Regions from separate parts of the Mus musculus genome. Here all the other regions are linked to region 5. A link is a contact called in public HiChIP or PLAC-seq and promoter capture Hi-C data. All regions are on one chromosome and are shown on one strand. Each heading gives the region's core, a stretch centred on a gene start, on an enhancer-like site or on the middle of the called end of the contact. The rest is flanking DNA. Distances are from core to core; before and after follow the strand shown.

Region 1 (2,721 bases), core at 54-2,553, 1.2 Mb before region 5:
TAGGAAGGAAAACTGAAGGTCCTGGAGAGGTGATGGCCCAGGTGGGTTTAGGTCCCAGCATCACTCAGCCCTTGTCTCAGCCCTGTGTTGCTGACTCAAGCCCTACTGCCCAAGGCAGCTAGTTGCCCAGGAGGTCCAGGTGGGATGTGCAAAGAGTATTTCTATCGATTCTCAACTTCTCCTCTGACTGTTGTATCTCCATAACATAGGATTATATTGGTACAGTAGTCTAGTATATAATTGATAAGCTTATAATTTGTATCTAAATTACATAAGATTGTTATATAAGATAGAATTTATAGTTCTGTCTGTGTGCACACCTCGACTCTGCCTTTTACTGCAAAGGGAGTGTAATTAGGAAAGCTCAGAAGGTGCAGGGGAGGCCTGGTGCACGCGCACGCATGCACACACACACACACACACACACACACACACACGCACACACACACGCACACACACATGTGCACGCACACACTCTCACACACATGCACATACTCTCACACACACGCACACACGTGCTCGAGCACACACACACACACACTCACACACACACACACACACACACACACACACACACACACACGCTCTACTCTCTGGTCCTCCTGGTCCCATCATCCATCTCTTCTCCTCTCTGCCATTCTCTCCTGCCTTGGCTGCGACAGTGCAACTCCCCTGCCTCGCAGCCTCGGTCCCTGAAGACTGGCAAGCTTTCATGTCAGCAGCCCGGCAGAGTTGGCTGAGGGCCCGTCCTTCTCTGGCACCTGCACGTTCAGACACCTCCTGTGATAGCTCACTCTTTCTCTCCCGTATGGGAGACTGAACTTAGGGCCTTGGAACCCCAGGCAAGTACTCTGCTACAGAGTTATCGCCTCAGAGCTCTTTGAGACACTCTCATTAGGTTTCCCAGGCTGGCCTCAGAGCTCTCTGGAGCTCAGCCAGGCTTTGAACTTGAGGTGCTCCTCCCCTCCCCAGTGGCTTACAGGTCTTTGTCACCGGGCCAAGGCCCCAGATCCTCTTTGAAGCTATCCTTGATGCTTCTAAGTCCTCAAGTGCTCTGCAGGTACATTTAACAGTGTATGGAAGTAGCTCACTTAGCTCGATTGCACTACGTGCCTTGATGCCAAAGCCCGGATAGTAGTGAATGTTCTGGGTAGAACATTCTGGAGGGGCACTCAGGGTTACCTGGCATGCCTTGAAGGAGGCTGACTTACTCTGCCACTAGAGGGGAGATCTTGGGCCTGGTGAGTTTAATCTCTCTTCACAAGGTCAGGTCTGCCCACTCCACTAATCAGCTTGAACGTCCTAATCCCTTCCCAGGAACTTCAGGAAACACAGCGGTGGCTTGGGAGAGGTAGGCTGGCCATTGTGGCTCCCCGGCCCTGTGGCCTTCTTCAGCGGAGTTGGTCGTCGGTGGGGATGGGGCAGCTGAGCCATGTGCACCACCCTCTTCCTGTTCAGCTTGGCCATGCTGTGGCGCCGTAGATTTACCAACCGAGTGGAACCGTGAGAAACTGATGGGGCTGTGGATTGGGGTCGTGGGTGGGAGGGACCACCAGGGAGAGTTACAGACAAGCTGGTCTGGAAAGGAATTCAAAGGACACCCTGGAGGGGTCCCTCTTGGAGCTAGTGGTGTGGGTTGGAGCAGCCAGTGCTGTGCTGCTGGACTGTGGTAAAGGGGTGGGGCAGGGGCTGAGCACTGCCTACAGGTTCTCTTGCCTGCTCTTCCCTTCCAGAGAGCCCAGCAGAGTGGACGGGACAGTCGTGGGCAGCGGCTCAGACACAGACCTTCAATCTACCGGCAGGTGAAAGAGAGTCAGGAGTGGGGAAAGTAGTGCTAAGGAAACTATTGGTGTGTGCGCCTGTGTTTGTGTGCGCATGCGCGCACAGGCACTCAAATACCGAGTTCTAGCCCTAGCCCTAGCCCTCACCAGTCACTCCTTGTGTAGTGGGCAGGTTAGGTGGCAGAGGGAGTCCTTGCTCCTCTTTTCTGAACCAATGCTGTGTGGCTTTGCTTCTGTGATGTGAGTGTGGGGCAGTCCCCAGGAGGACCTTCTGTTGGAGGAGCAGGGAGCAGAGGGAGGAGGCAGGAGCCACTCTGGGTCGATTTGCTGCTCTCTTGTCCTTGGCCCTCCTCCTCCTCCTTCCTCTGCCACGGACGGGCTCTGCAGCTCCGTTGCCTGAACCTCCAGCAGGATTCGCTGTCCAGTCCCCAATAGAAGGCGCAGGAGGTGCATGACGTCATCGACACTAAGTGTCATTGGCTGGGCTGCCCCTGCGGGCAGGACGCTGTCTCCAATGGCCTGAAAGTTAACTCTTCCTTAGGTTGCAGCCATGTGGCCTTTGGGGAGGCAAAGTTGTGCATTCTTCCTGACTTTTCCTTCCCTGGTTTTCCAGAGTCTCCACGCCCGTCAAGACACTACAAAAGTGTCAATTTAGTACCTATGTGTAAGGTTATGTCCCGTGGACTCCCTAGCATGGGCAGGATCCCAAGATCAACTCTCACTTTTAGTGAAAACAAAGGGCAAAAAAGATCTCCCGGGCCTTCAGGATTTGGGGCCCACAGGAGGAGGGTGTCCTTACTAACTTGGCTCAAGTCAGTGTGGGCGGGTAAACACATACCATGCCCCCTAAAGCTGGAGTTGTGGACAACAGCTGCACAGCTGCGGAAGCACAGTGGAACTGGGAACTCGTGCTAGCTGTACTCTGGGCTGCATAGTGGTA
Region 2 (2,905 bases), core at 173-2,672, 1.3 Mb before region 5:
GTAGCTCTACGTCAAAGTGCTGGAGGTTTAGCATCAAGTTCCTGGGTTCAACCCTCAGCACTGCAAAAAACAGTGACTTAACAGCCTTCCCCCAAAGCAGATCTCTCACTTCCAGGGACCTGATTCATGCTTAGAAATGTTTCCTGATGGGGAGGGGCAGGACAGGAGGAGCTGTGAGGTAAAGATATGTGAGAGACAGATACAAAACCACACACTCAGGAAAACAAGCCTGCAAACCAATCTTGGCTTAGGTTTATGATGTCAGTCCGCTCTTGTAGAACTGCTCCATTCACAAGCCTCTTTCCCGAACAGTGGGAGAATGTGGTATTTGCTTAAGAGCCCCAGGTTAAAACCAAAAGAACGAAAAAACAAGATGCAGCTTTTCCCATTGGTCCCTCTCTCTTCTGTCCACGATTTCATAGGCCACCCCACCCCAAGAAGTCCTAGACACCCAGTCGCAGCTGCCACCATCTCCCTCAGTACTATTAATATCATGGCCCTGGACTGGTTCATCATTTCCCTCATAAAGTTCTCCGAGGCAATTCAAAGGATGCAGAGGGGTTACAACAAAAAAGACGTGGGGCCGCTGCCCCACCATGCATTCCGTCAGCATCTGCTCAACTTCTTGGGTTTTCACCTCTATCTTTGTTTTGGAATACCCACAGCCAAGCCCTCCCCGGCACGGCCTTCCCTTCGGAAAGCACAATGCAGCACGGACCTCCTTTAGCGGTGGGGGTTGTAAGCAAAAAACGCCGCACTAGTGTAACGCCGAACGCGCCTCAGCGCCCGAGGAGGTCCCCACGGGCATCCGTGCGCGTCCATCACCCCGAGGCCAACACCACAGCCGAGCATCGCTCGCAAGGCCCCTCCCCTCGCCCGGAGCAGCCCTGCCGGCGTGCGCGCCCAGGCCGGTGTGATGACGGTGCACCGGGCGACGAGGCGGCGTTCCCCTCCCCGAGCCCTGCCGACCGCCCCGGCCCGCCTCACCTTGGTCTCCTTCACATGCTGCTTGACGCCCTCCGGGTACCACTGGACGCGCACGTAGCCGCGCCGCAGAGGGCTGGCCCGGCCCTCCTCGTGGCCCGCGCCCCCGGCCTCGGAGCAGCCCGAGCTGCCGCGGCCGTCATCGTCGCCCTCCGAGTCCGAGTCCTCGCCGTGGATGAGGCGTACCAGCCCGAAGTGCACCGAGCCGCGGTAACGGCCGGACACCAGGTCGTGGGAGAACAGCAGGCGCTGTGAGCCTGCTTCGGGGCCGGAGTCGGAGGACGGCCCTGAGGCCGAGTCCGTAGCGGGCGCGGGCGGCGGGGCGGCGGCGGCGGGGGCTGCGGCCGGGGTCGGGGCGGCGGCGGCCTGGGCCTGGGCGGGTGCGGGCGCTGCGGGATCCGCCATAACTGCTCTGCGCGAGTCTCGGGCGGCGGCAGCAGCGACAGCGGCGGCGGTAGCGGCGGCGGCAGCCTAAGGCGCGGGGAGGCGGGGCCGGCGGCGCGGGGGCGGGGCCGAGCGCGCTGACGTAGGCCTGCGTGCCGCCGTCGTTAGGGCGCCGGGATGCTGTTGCTAGGAGCCGCCGCCCGGTCGCTAGGGGACGCTGAAGATGCTTGGGGCGGGGGTGGAAGGACTGCCGCGGGGCGTGGCAGGGCTGCAGGAACGAAGATGGATTAGGGGCCTGAGGAAGGGTACTGGTCTACCGGAGTTGAGGGGCGGGGACTGCACGCAAAACTGACTGTAATTTCTTAAAAAAAAATTATGCCCGGGTCTGACGTGGTGGCCACGCCTTTAACCCCCAGCTCTCAGGAGGCAGAGGCAAGCCCATCTCTGTTTTAGGCCAGCCTGGTCTCAAAGCAAGTCCAGGTTACACAGAGAAACCCTGCCTCGAAAAAGCCAAACAAGCCAAGCAGTGGTGGCGCACGCCTTTAATCCCAGCACTGGGGAAGCAGAGGCAGATGGACTTCTGAGTTCTAGGCCAGCCTGGTCTACAGAGTGAGTCCAGGACAGCCAGGGCTACACAGAGAAACCCTGTCTCGAAAAGTAAAAACAAACAAAAGAATAAAAAAGCCAAACAAAAATTTTTTAAATGCGGTTTAGTTATGACACATGCTTTTAATCCCAGCACTTGGAAGGCAGAGGCAGGAGGATATCTGTGAATTCGAGGCCAGCCATGACTTACAAAGTGAGTCTTGCAAGGCAGTGGCACACACCTTTAATCTCAGCACTTGGGAGGCAGGCGGGTTTCTGAGTTCGAGGCCAGCCTGGTCTACAGAGTGAGTTCCAGGACAGCCAGGACTAAACAGAAAAACCCTGTCTCAAAAACAAAAACAAAAAACAAAAACAAAAACAAAACCCAAAGTGACAGGGGAGGGTATAGGGGGCTTTGGGGATAGCATTTGAAATGTAAATGAAGAAAATATCTAATAAAAAATGCCTTTAAAAAAACCAAACAAAGTGAGTTTCAGGACAGCCAGGGCTACAAAATAAAACCAAAATAAATAAATAAAATTAATTGAAATTTAAAATTTTATATATATATATATATATATATATTAGAAAACCCCTGTCTTGAAAAATCAAAAAAAGGTGGGGGGGGGAGAAAGAGAGAAAGAAAGAAAGAAAGAAAGAAAGAAAGAAAGAAAGAAAGAAAGAAAGAAAGAAAAGAAAAGAAGAAAAGAAAAGAAAAGAAAAGAAAAGAAAAGAAAAGAAAAGAAAAGAAAAGAAAAGAAAAAAGAGGCAGAGTCTTACTATGCAGCCCTGACTGGCCTGGACTCTCAGAAATCCACCTATCTATGTAAACTCACACTGTAAACCAGGCTGGTTTCAAACACAGAGATCTGCCAGTGTCTGCCTCCCTAGTGAGTACTACAGGTATGTGCCCTCACTCCTAGTCAGTCAAGTTTAGCAAGCACCCTTGGCA
Region 3 (2,700 bases), core at 200-2,699, 1.2 Mb after region 5:
TGTGTTCATATTAGGTTCTTGGCTACTTCTCGCCAAACAAGAAAGAACTGTATTTTTAAAGTTCTTTGCTCTTAAAAAATAAGTAAGCAACTGTGTTGGTATACCCTGTTCCAGAAAGGGAATAGTGGGCAGATTCTAACAGTAAATGTGACACCCCATAGAATCCCGAAGCGCAAGCAGCAGTTGAAATGGATCCAGCTATTTATAGGATTACAATAAGCACACCTTTGTACAGCGCAACCATTTACTGCCCAGCTGATCTGAACAGGGACAAAAAGAGCTGTCTGGGAGACTTCAGCGGCTCTCTTCCCCCTTGCTTCATCCACTACTGCACCAAGCACCTAAATGAGCAATCATTGCGCTCTCAAGAAGGAAAAAAGAAGGAAAAAAAATGTCTCTTTCCCTGCCCCCTCTGCAAACAGCTGCGAGCTCTTTCCAAAGCAGATTTAACCAACCAACTAAACTGAAGAATACCCTAAAACCCAGTGGTTTCCCGATATTCGTTTCTTAGGGCAGAAAGCTTTACAACCAAAAGATATTACTCCTTCATAAATAGGTTCACGGTTACGTGAAGACAAGGTCCTACAAAGGTGTGACTTTGGATTCGCAGCCTGTTCAAGAAAGAGGCAAAACCAGAAAGCGAATTTTCATTGGATTCTGCTTTATTAAATGAGAGAACGCTTCTTTCATCATGTGCTTGACTCGCTTCAAAACTTACAAAGGAGACTGTTCAACGGAATTTATGTCTGAGCGGGAAAATAAATGGGTAGGGCGCCTAAGCCATGGCGACCTGGGAGGACCGGGGCCACCCCTGGAAATTGATCCAAAGGACTTTACTAGCAGAGCTAGCAAGCAGTGACAAGAATCCAGTTACACCCAAGTCTGCACACCGATCCCTCTGGCCCACGTCGACGTCACCAAAATCGTGAAATAAACTAAGAAAAAAATCAAGTTGGTTGTGTCCCCACGCGCGTACTAAAAGTCGGGGAACTAGGTCCCATTTTCACAACTCTTTAGTTAAGAGTTCGGAGTTCAGTCTTCTTCCAGTGACCTGAATTTTTCATCTACAACCTTAAGTAGAGTTTCGAGGCTCCTTTTTCGGTGTCCCCTCCCGAACCCCGTACTTTTCCACTCTTTTTGTACCCCTGACTGGTAGAGGACTAGTGGGGAGCAGCGCCCCTCACTGGCGGGGGCAAGAAGCGCCGCGTGCTCCCCGCTTCGCCGCCCTCTGGCCAAACAATAGCTTTCCGCAGGGACCTGCGATCCGGAGCGGCCGGACCCCAGGATTCCCGGAGCACGCAGCCTCCCGACACAGTGCAGAGAGCGCCCAACCCCACGGACTGGTCCCCGCCGCGGCTACCACGAACAATGCGCGCCCCGCCCCGCGCGCCCGGCGCGCCTATTGGCCCGGCGGCTGCGGGTAGAGCAGCGCGGGCGACTCCGGCGCGCGTGCGCGGGGCGGGGCGCGGCGGGGGCGGCGCTTTGTGTGCAGCAGTGAGCCGGGGTCTGCGGGGCGCGGGCCGCGGCGGGCGGCGGCATGGAGGAGCTGAGCAGCGTGGGCGAGCAGGTCTTCGCCGCCGAGTGCATCCTGAGCAAGCGGCTCCGCAAGGTGCGTGAGCCCCCGCCCGCTCCCCGCGTGCGCCTGGCGCTCTGCGGGGCTAACCGCCCGCTCTTATCTCTCCGCAGGGCAAGCTGGAGTACCTGGTCAAGTGGCGCGGCTGGTCCTCCAAGTGAGTCTCCGGTGCGCGGCCGCCTTCCCGCGCGCGCCTCCCGGCCTGGGTGGGAACCCTCGCATCGCAGGCCCGGGCGGGAAGTCCTGTGCCTCGGGACCCAGAGGACTCTGGCCGACTGGCGCTGCCCTTTGTTTACGAGCCCACGGGGAGCGAGCAGGGCGGCCTCCAGCCCCGAGTCCCTGGAGCCCGGCCCGCCTCCGCGCCGCGCGCTTCTGGCGCCCATTTGTTGCATGCGCCCCCGCCCAGGAGCTGGCCGCGGCTGGCGCGGGACGCGGGCCCCCTCCCCTTGCCCAAGTTATCCTGCTGTAACCTGAGCTTCCTACTGGTGGGAGGGCTCCCCCACCTACTCCTACCCCCGGCCCGAGCTTGCTTTCTTCTCAATGAGGGACGGGGACCCGGCCTTCTCCGGAAAGGGCTTCCTTTGTAGCTGCCCCGCCACCCTCCTTCCTGAGCCCCATCCCCTCCAGATACCACTCCCCAAACCCGGTGCCCTGCCCGCGCTCTCGGTGGTATCCTCCACTTTGTTCCGTCTGTGCCCCCCGGCTCCCCCTCCCCTACCTGCCTTCCCTCCCCTCCCTGGCTCCGGGCCAGGCCCAGGGGATTCCCTCGGCAGCTTTGCTCTTTGTTGGGGTTTGTTTTCCTCCCAGTGTAGACTGTCGAGTCCTCTCCTGGCCTGCTGGGGTTTGAGGTGGCAGTTTGCCTGTGGGTTTGAGGCTGGGATGCTAACTAACTTTAAGGACTTCTAAGACCTCAGAGGACAGCCTCTGCCGCAGTGCCCCTTGTCCCAGCGGGGCTGTGGGAGCTGTCCCCGGCAGCCCACCTGGATGCTGCTCACCAGCCCGCCCACCCCCCTTTGCTTTGCTTTTCCAGACACAACAGCTGGGAGCCAGAAGAGAACATTTTGGACCCGAGGCTGCTCCTAGCCTTCCAGAAGAAGTGAGAACTCTGGAGGAGGGGAGAGTTGGGT
Region 4 (2,785 bases), core at 91-2,590, 1.2 Mb after region 5:
ACTGTGACGTGTTCCAAGGCCACTTTCCTCTCCAGAAACCCTCCGTGCAAAGCAGCCCAAAAGCAAAGTCGCAGTCCCCCTCCCTATCCCCAGCCCAAGTCTCCAGTAGGGCTTCAGCTGGTCTGCATTGGACCCCTAATCCGGTAACTCACAGCTCAGCGCCCCCCTCAAGGCCCAGGAGACCGCTGTCACTGGCAAGCAAACCCCAAATACTCAGCAGTACAAAAATATGCCTCTCTTTCCCTCTCCCTCTCCCTCTCCGAGTGTGTGTGTGTGTGTGTGTGTGTGTGTGTGTGTGCCTGCGCCTGTCTCCATCCGGTGCCTTCGCATTTCAAATTAAAAAAAAAATTCCCCATCGAAAGAGCTGCAGTGACAGTTCCCAACATTTTCTGTCTTTTTTCTTCCCTACCCTGCACCACCAGGAGGGAGGACGCATACAATTGCATTTTCGTCGCTTTTAAAAAAAATTTTTTTTTTTTTTTTTGGTTTTGCAATATGGAGCCGTTCGGTGGAGGGAAAGGGGAAAGGAGCCATTTTCTGCTGCACATCAGTCAGTGCCTGCGCCCTCCCTCCCTCCGCCGGCCTCCCGGGCTCGGCCCCGCGTCTCTCCAGCTCCTCCGGCTCCTTTTAGCGCATAAATTAGTGATGGCATTTCCCGGAGAGCGGAGCACAACACAGGGCGCCCGGCTCGGGCTCGGCTGCTCCGCTTCCCAGTGCCTGCCACCGACTTCCCCACCCCCTCCTCTCTCCACCCCACCTCCACCCCGCCTCCCGTCCGCTCCCCCACCACCCCACCAGCTCCACGGGTCTGCTGGCCAGGGCGCTTGGTGCCGAGGCACCCGGCCCCCGCCGCCACTTACTTGGGGGACCAGCCTCTCCATTTCACCAGATACTCCACTCTGCCCTGTAGGGGGGGAAGAGACAGCACTCCATCAGCTTCCGCGGGATCCCCGGCTCCGGCCCGCAGCCTCCCCACCCCCTCCGCGCCTCTCGCTCGCTGCTCCCGCCGCCGCTCCCGCGCCTCGGCGCCGCCACCCGCGCGCCACCCCTACCTTGCGTATCCGCTTCTTTTCGATGCTCTCCACCGCGAAGACGTGCTCGCCAACAGCTGGCAGCTCCATGGCCGAACCCGAGCGCTCAGGGGCGCAAGCGGCCGGCGCGGCTGCAGACACAGCTAGCTCCCGCCGGCGCCCCGATACGATCCTGCGCGTGGACCTCGCCACGCGCCCGGCCCCCGCCGCCGCCACTCGCCCCTCAACAGCCTGGCCGCCGCCGCCGCCGCCGCTGCCTGCACCCGCCGGCTCTCAGCTCGCGCTCGCTCGCTCGCTCGCTCGCTCAGACAACTGAGCCCGGGCCGCCGCGGCACGAGAACTCATGCAAATCCCGGACGTCAGCGGGCGGGGCCTCGCAGGGCCCAGCTCGGCGTCAGGAGGCGGGACGCGCCTCGGATTGGCGCAGCCCGGCCTACCCGAGGCCCCCGGTCTGGGCAGCAGGGAAGGAGGAGGGCGCGGGAGGAGGCTGGGGAGGAGGAGGGCGCGGGGAGGTGCAGGGGAGGGATCTGAGAGCCGGGAAAGTGAGCTGGGGCCGCGGAATAGAGGTGTCTCTGCCTAGGCGGCCAGGGTGGGCACCTCGACCGGGCCCACTCTGATCCGCAGCCGGACACTTGGGACTCTCCCGTCCCCACCCTCGGCCTCTGTTTCTGCTTGTGCAAGGCCCGGGGATCCCTGCTGGGGGCCACGGAAGCACCCGCTGCACTTTACAGTTGCTCCCAACTACATCTGTCCAGCAGAGCTCTGGAAGCACAGGGGACTTTCCGGCAGGGGGCGGAATGGAGGCGGGGGCAGTTCAGGACCCCACCCTCGGTGCCCACCGCCCCGCCCCGCCAGTCTCTGGGCATTTAGGCCGCGAGGTGGGGAGAGAAAGAGCCAGAAGACTGAGGACTTGGACAAGTGGAGGAGCACGGAGAGGCGAAGACAGGGACAAAGAAACAGCTGGCCACGGGGCATTTAGCACTCAAGAACCTCAGCAGAAAGGGGCTCTGAATCCGATGCCACCCAAGATTCTGAACGGCTTCTAATTTACACTTGGTTCACTCATTCGCGGGGAAGGGGCAGTTTCTAAGCAAGGCCTCTTGCTTAGTCTGAGATGCTGGGAGAAGAGAGAGAGAGAGAGAGAGAGAGCGAGAGAGAGAGAGGGGGAGAGAGAGAGAGAGAGAGAGAGAGAGAGAGAGAGAGAGAGAGAGAATGAATATGGGGGTGAATGAGTCTGGGGGGTCCAAGGGGACTTCGTGGGGCTTCATGGAAGAGCCTCAAAAGTAAGAGTGGGGAGGACCAAGTAGATGTTGAGGCGGAGGGTTGGTGGATGAGTGGACTGCGAGAAGGGGAGGGGAAATGGCCAAGGAGCCACAGTGTCTTCCTGAATTCCCGTCCTCTGGTCTCTGACAGCCAAGCCCTGCTGACGCGGCCTTTGGAGCCCTGGAGTGTGAAGTTTAGCACCTCGGAGCCGGCCAGCCCCGCACGTTCAGGGGTATTCAGCGCCAGCGTCCGGCTGGGGGAGCTGCTGCGCCAGACGCGGCCTTCCGAGGGCGCCACAGTGGGCCTGGGAGATCCGTGGGGTCGCAGTGGGTAGACTTGACAGAGAACATGCCATTCTAAGTGGGAGGGTAAGGGTGTGCCTTGCCTGTGGTGCGTCCGGGGCCCCAGCTCAGGGCTCCTGAAGAACGTGGAGCAGGAAGCTTGCGCAATCCCTTGGCTGAGCGTCCACAGAGACAGAAAAAGCGCAAAAG
Region 5 (2,772 bases), core at 212-2,711:
TCTCTGCTTATGAATATTTGACAAACTGCAACAACAGTAACCAGGAGCAGCAGGTGGAGCAGCAGCAGGGTCGGGGAGCAGGAGCAGCAGCAAGCAGTGGGAGCACGGGGAACAGCAGGGGGAGGAGCAGCCTCTTCAGAGCACCCCTGTCTCTCTCAGGGCTCAAGGCATTTATACCCTCTAAAGACTTCCCAGAATTCCAAACAATAAACGCTCTCCTGAAGTTGGCAAAAATCACACCCTTGCGCAAGGCAAACCCTAATTATTTGCTGGGAAGCCACCTCTTACTCCACACCTGGGATTAAAACAAAAACACATTCATAAAACATAACTGGGCTTTTAGAGAAACTCAAATTCTCACTACAGGGAAGAGTCCTATCTGAACCGGGCCATGAGAGAGGAGAGGAAGAGATGAGAGAGGGAAGAGGACCAAGAGAGAAGTGGAAAGTTTCAGACCAAGGGAGCAAGCTGTAGAAATGGCTGGTCTATACAGGGAAGAGAAGCTCAAACGCTGGACTGGTGAGGTTTAGGATAGGGGCAGGGTGAGAAGAGCTGGGGGGAGCCACAGGAATTGATACTTGATCCATGTTTCTTCGGGACGTGACAAAACCCCTCTTGTTCCAGCTGCCTATGTGGTATGATCTGTTCTTCCTCACAATCTGTGAGGTGGCCTGGAGCTCATTGGAGGCCCACTGGCAGGAAGCCTACTGAGATTTATTGAAAAGGAAACCGAATTATCAGGGCACTCGTTTGCAACGCCAACCTGGGCTGTGTTCGGGGCATGCCCAGCCTGCTGTCTGCAGTGTGAAGCTCTTTAGAAGCCACTGCAACCACAGGCCGCCCGACAGGAACAGAGACACTGAAAACGGGCCCGCAGCAAGGCAGGCTCAGCAGCCAACAGTCACACCCAGGAAGCAGTATTTTTCTTCTGCTCCTGGACTCTCTTGCGGTGTATGGCTGCTTCCCTTTGGTCTGAGCCAGGCCGATGGTCTCAGAAATAGACACCCATTGACTTTCTTTTCCAGCGCTGGGACATACAGACCCCGCCTCCATCCCAGGGTGTCTATAGGAAGGATGGCGGCTGCTGCAGGGAGGAGGGTCTCCTGTCTTCCTAAGGGCGCCCCTCCACCAGCCTGTGGGTGGGTCCGAGGCACTTCCATTCCGATATCTAGCTGGCCAAATCCTGCAAACCTTGAGGCAGGAAGAACCTGCAGAGCACATGGGACTTGCAGCGGACATGCTTTAAAGAGGTGCCCCAGGCCCGTCCACCGCCCTCGGCCACCCTCCGTGTCCTCTGGGGAGCAGCTGCGGAAGATTCGAGTCAGAATAGCAAGAAGGAACCGCAGCAGAAGGTACAACTCCCAGCATGCCCTGCGCCCGCCACGCCCACAAGGCCAGGCGCAGATGGGCGTGGGGCGGGACTTTCCCGGCTCGCCTCGCGCCGTCCACTCCCAGAAGGCAGCGGGCGAGGGCGTGGGGCCGGGGCTCTCCCGGCATGCTCTGCGGCGCGCCTCCGCCCGCGCGATTTGAATCCTGCGTTTGAGTCGTCTTGGCGGAGGTTGTGGTGACGCCATCATGGGAGCTCCGGCGCTGCCCCAGATCTGGCAGCTGTACCTCAAGAACTACCGCATCGCCACCTTCAAGAACTGGCCCTTCCTGGAGGACTGCGCCTGCACCCCAGAGCGAGTGAGTCCCAGCTTCCAGCGACTCCACCCTGGGCCCGACGGTGCCTTAGTTGTGTGACCCGGGATCAGAACCCGCTATCCCCACCCTCGCTTCGTACTGTTAGCCAGGCTGCTTTGCTCTGCTCTGTCCTCCACGAGGCCACCCCCCCCCCCCGCTCTCCCCACCCTCTGCCTGAACCACTGTTAGCCTCCGGGCCTCTTCCCACTGTCCTCAGTTCTCGGCCCGGAACGATCTCTGGGAATCATGGGATAAGGTCAGACTGTTGATCCCGCTCACGAGCTGTCATTTTCAGATGGCGGAGGCTGGCTTCATCCACTGCCCTACCGAGAACGAGCCTGATTTGGCCCAGTGTTTTTTCTGCTTTAAGGAATTGGAAGGCTGGGAACCCGATGACAACCCGATGTAAGTCCCACAGGCTACTCTCGGTGGGTTTCCTGGTGTTCCCCTTCCATTGAGAGCCTTTTGGGTTGAACTGGAGTTGGGACAAACCATTTGTATTTAGTAGAAGAGCATGCTTCTTGCTCAAGTGTTCCAGTTATACAGCTCAGACTAGTCTTGAATTCTCAATTTCTGCCTTGGTTTCCTGAGTGTTGCCAACATGCATGGTTTTGCCTGAGGTTTTTTTGTTGTGTTTTGTTTTTGTTTTAAAACAGGGTTTGTCTGTGCAGCCTTGGCTGTCCTGGAACTCACTCTGTAGACCAGGCTGGCCTCGAACTCAGAAATCCGCCTGCCTCTGCCTCCCAAGTGCTGGGATTAAAGGCGTGCAGCACCACTGCCCAACCAAATTTTTAAATATGTTATTATTACTTAATTTATATTTCTATTTGTGTATGTTTGGATGTGGGTGTCATGGTGGATGTTGGTGTCAAGACAGCTTGGGGGGATAACTTCTCTCTTATTGTGTTGGTCCCTGGAATTGAGCTCAGGTGAGCAGGTTTGGCAGCAAGCATCCTCACCTGGGCCATTTCAGTGGCCCCTGTTTGGTTTCAGACCCCAGGAGTAGGAACTGAGGTGCTTATTCTACATATCAAAGCAGACCTGGACTCCAGGCTCTCCCAGCATCCCTCACTCCCTCCCTGGCATACT

The links. Promoter capture Hi-C pulls out the DNA fragments that hold promoters and counts their contacts. HiChIP or PLAC-seq counts read pairs in DNA pulled down with a chosen protein or histone mark.
Region 1: a contact with region 5 is called in a FOXA1 HiChIP or PLAC-seq map of pancreatic cancer cells. The contact joins the promoter of Prcd here to the promoter of Birc5 in region 5. A contact is called at or near these places in 1 of 39 promoter capture datasets (hippocampal neurons) and 1 of 115 datasets of contacts at active chromatin or transcription factors (pancreatic cancer cells).
Region 2: a promoter capture Hi-C map of liver shows a contact between it and region 5, with 4 times the contacts expected there. The contact joins the promoter of Ube2o here to the promoter of Birc5 in region 5. A contact is called at or near these places in 3 of 39 promoter capture datasets (hippocampal neurons and liver).
Region 3: a promoter capture Hi-C map of liver shows a contact between it and region 5, with 3 times the contacts expected there. The contact joins the promoter of Cbx2 here to the promoter of Birc5 in region 5. A contact is called at or near these places in 2 of 39 promoter capture datasets (the C10 cell line and liver) and 1 of 115 datasets of contacts at active chromatin or transcription factors (pancreatic cancer cells).
Region 4: a contact with region 5 is called in a promoter capture Hi-C map of liver, with 4 times the contacts expected there. The contact joins the promoter of Cbx4 here to the promoter of Birc5 in region 5. A contact is called at or near these places in 1 of 39 promoter capture datasets (liver) and 1 of 115 datasets of contacts at active chromatin or transcription factors (pancreatic cancer cells).

What each region holds. Positions count from the first base shown.
Region 1 is chr11:116,655,805-116,658,525 of GRCm38.p6, forward strand. Prcd (photoreceptor disc component) reads left to right here and starts at 1,304. Exons shown (of 5, transcript NM_001163318.1): 1 at 1,304-1,503; 2 at 1,734-1,802. The coding sequence starts at 1,433.
Region 2 is chr11:116,580,025-116,582,929 of GRCm38.p6, forward strand. Ube2o (ubiquitin-conjugating enzyme E2O) reads right to left here and starts at 1,423. Exons shown (of 18, transcript NM_173755.3): 1 at 988-1,423. The coding sequence starts at 1,389.
Region 3 is chr11:119,021,572-119,024,271 of GRCm38.p6, forward strand. Cbx2 (chromobox 2) reads left to right here and starts at 1,450. Exons shown (of 5, transcript NM_007623.3): 1 at 1,450-1,609; 2 at 1,687-1,730; 3 at 2,604-2,669. The coding sequence starts at 1,538. It overlaps Gm35829 (a long non-coding RNA gene), which reads right to left and starts at 2,268. Exons shown (of 3, transcript XR_389218.4): 1 at 1,702-2,268.
Region 4 is chr11:119,084,897-119,087,681 of GRCm38.p6, forward strand. Cbx4 (chromobox 4) reads right to left here and starts at 1,341. Exons shown (of 5, transcript NM_007625.2): 1 at 1,053-1,341; 2 at 861-904. The coding sequence starts at 1,121.
Region 5 is chr11:117,847,776-117,850,547 of GRCm38.p6, forward strand. It overlaps Birc5 (baculoviral IAP repeat-containing 5), which reads left to right and starts at 1,462. Exons shown (of 4, transcript NM_009689.2): 1 at 1,462-1,686; 2 at 1,979-2,088. The coding sequence starts at 1,576.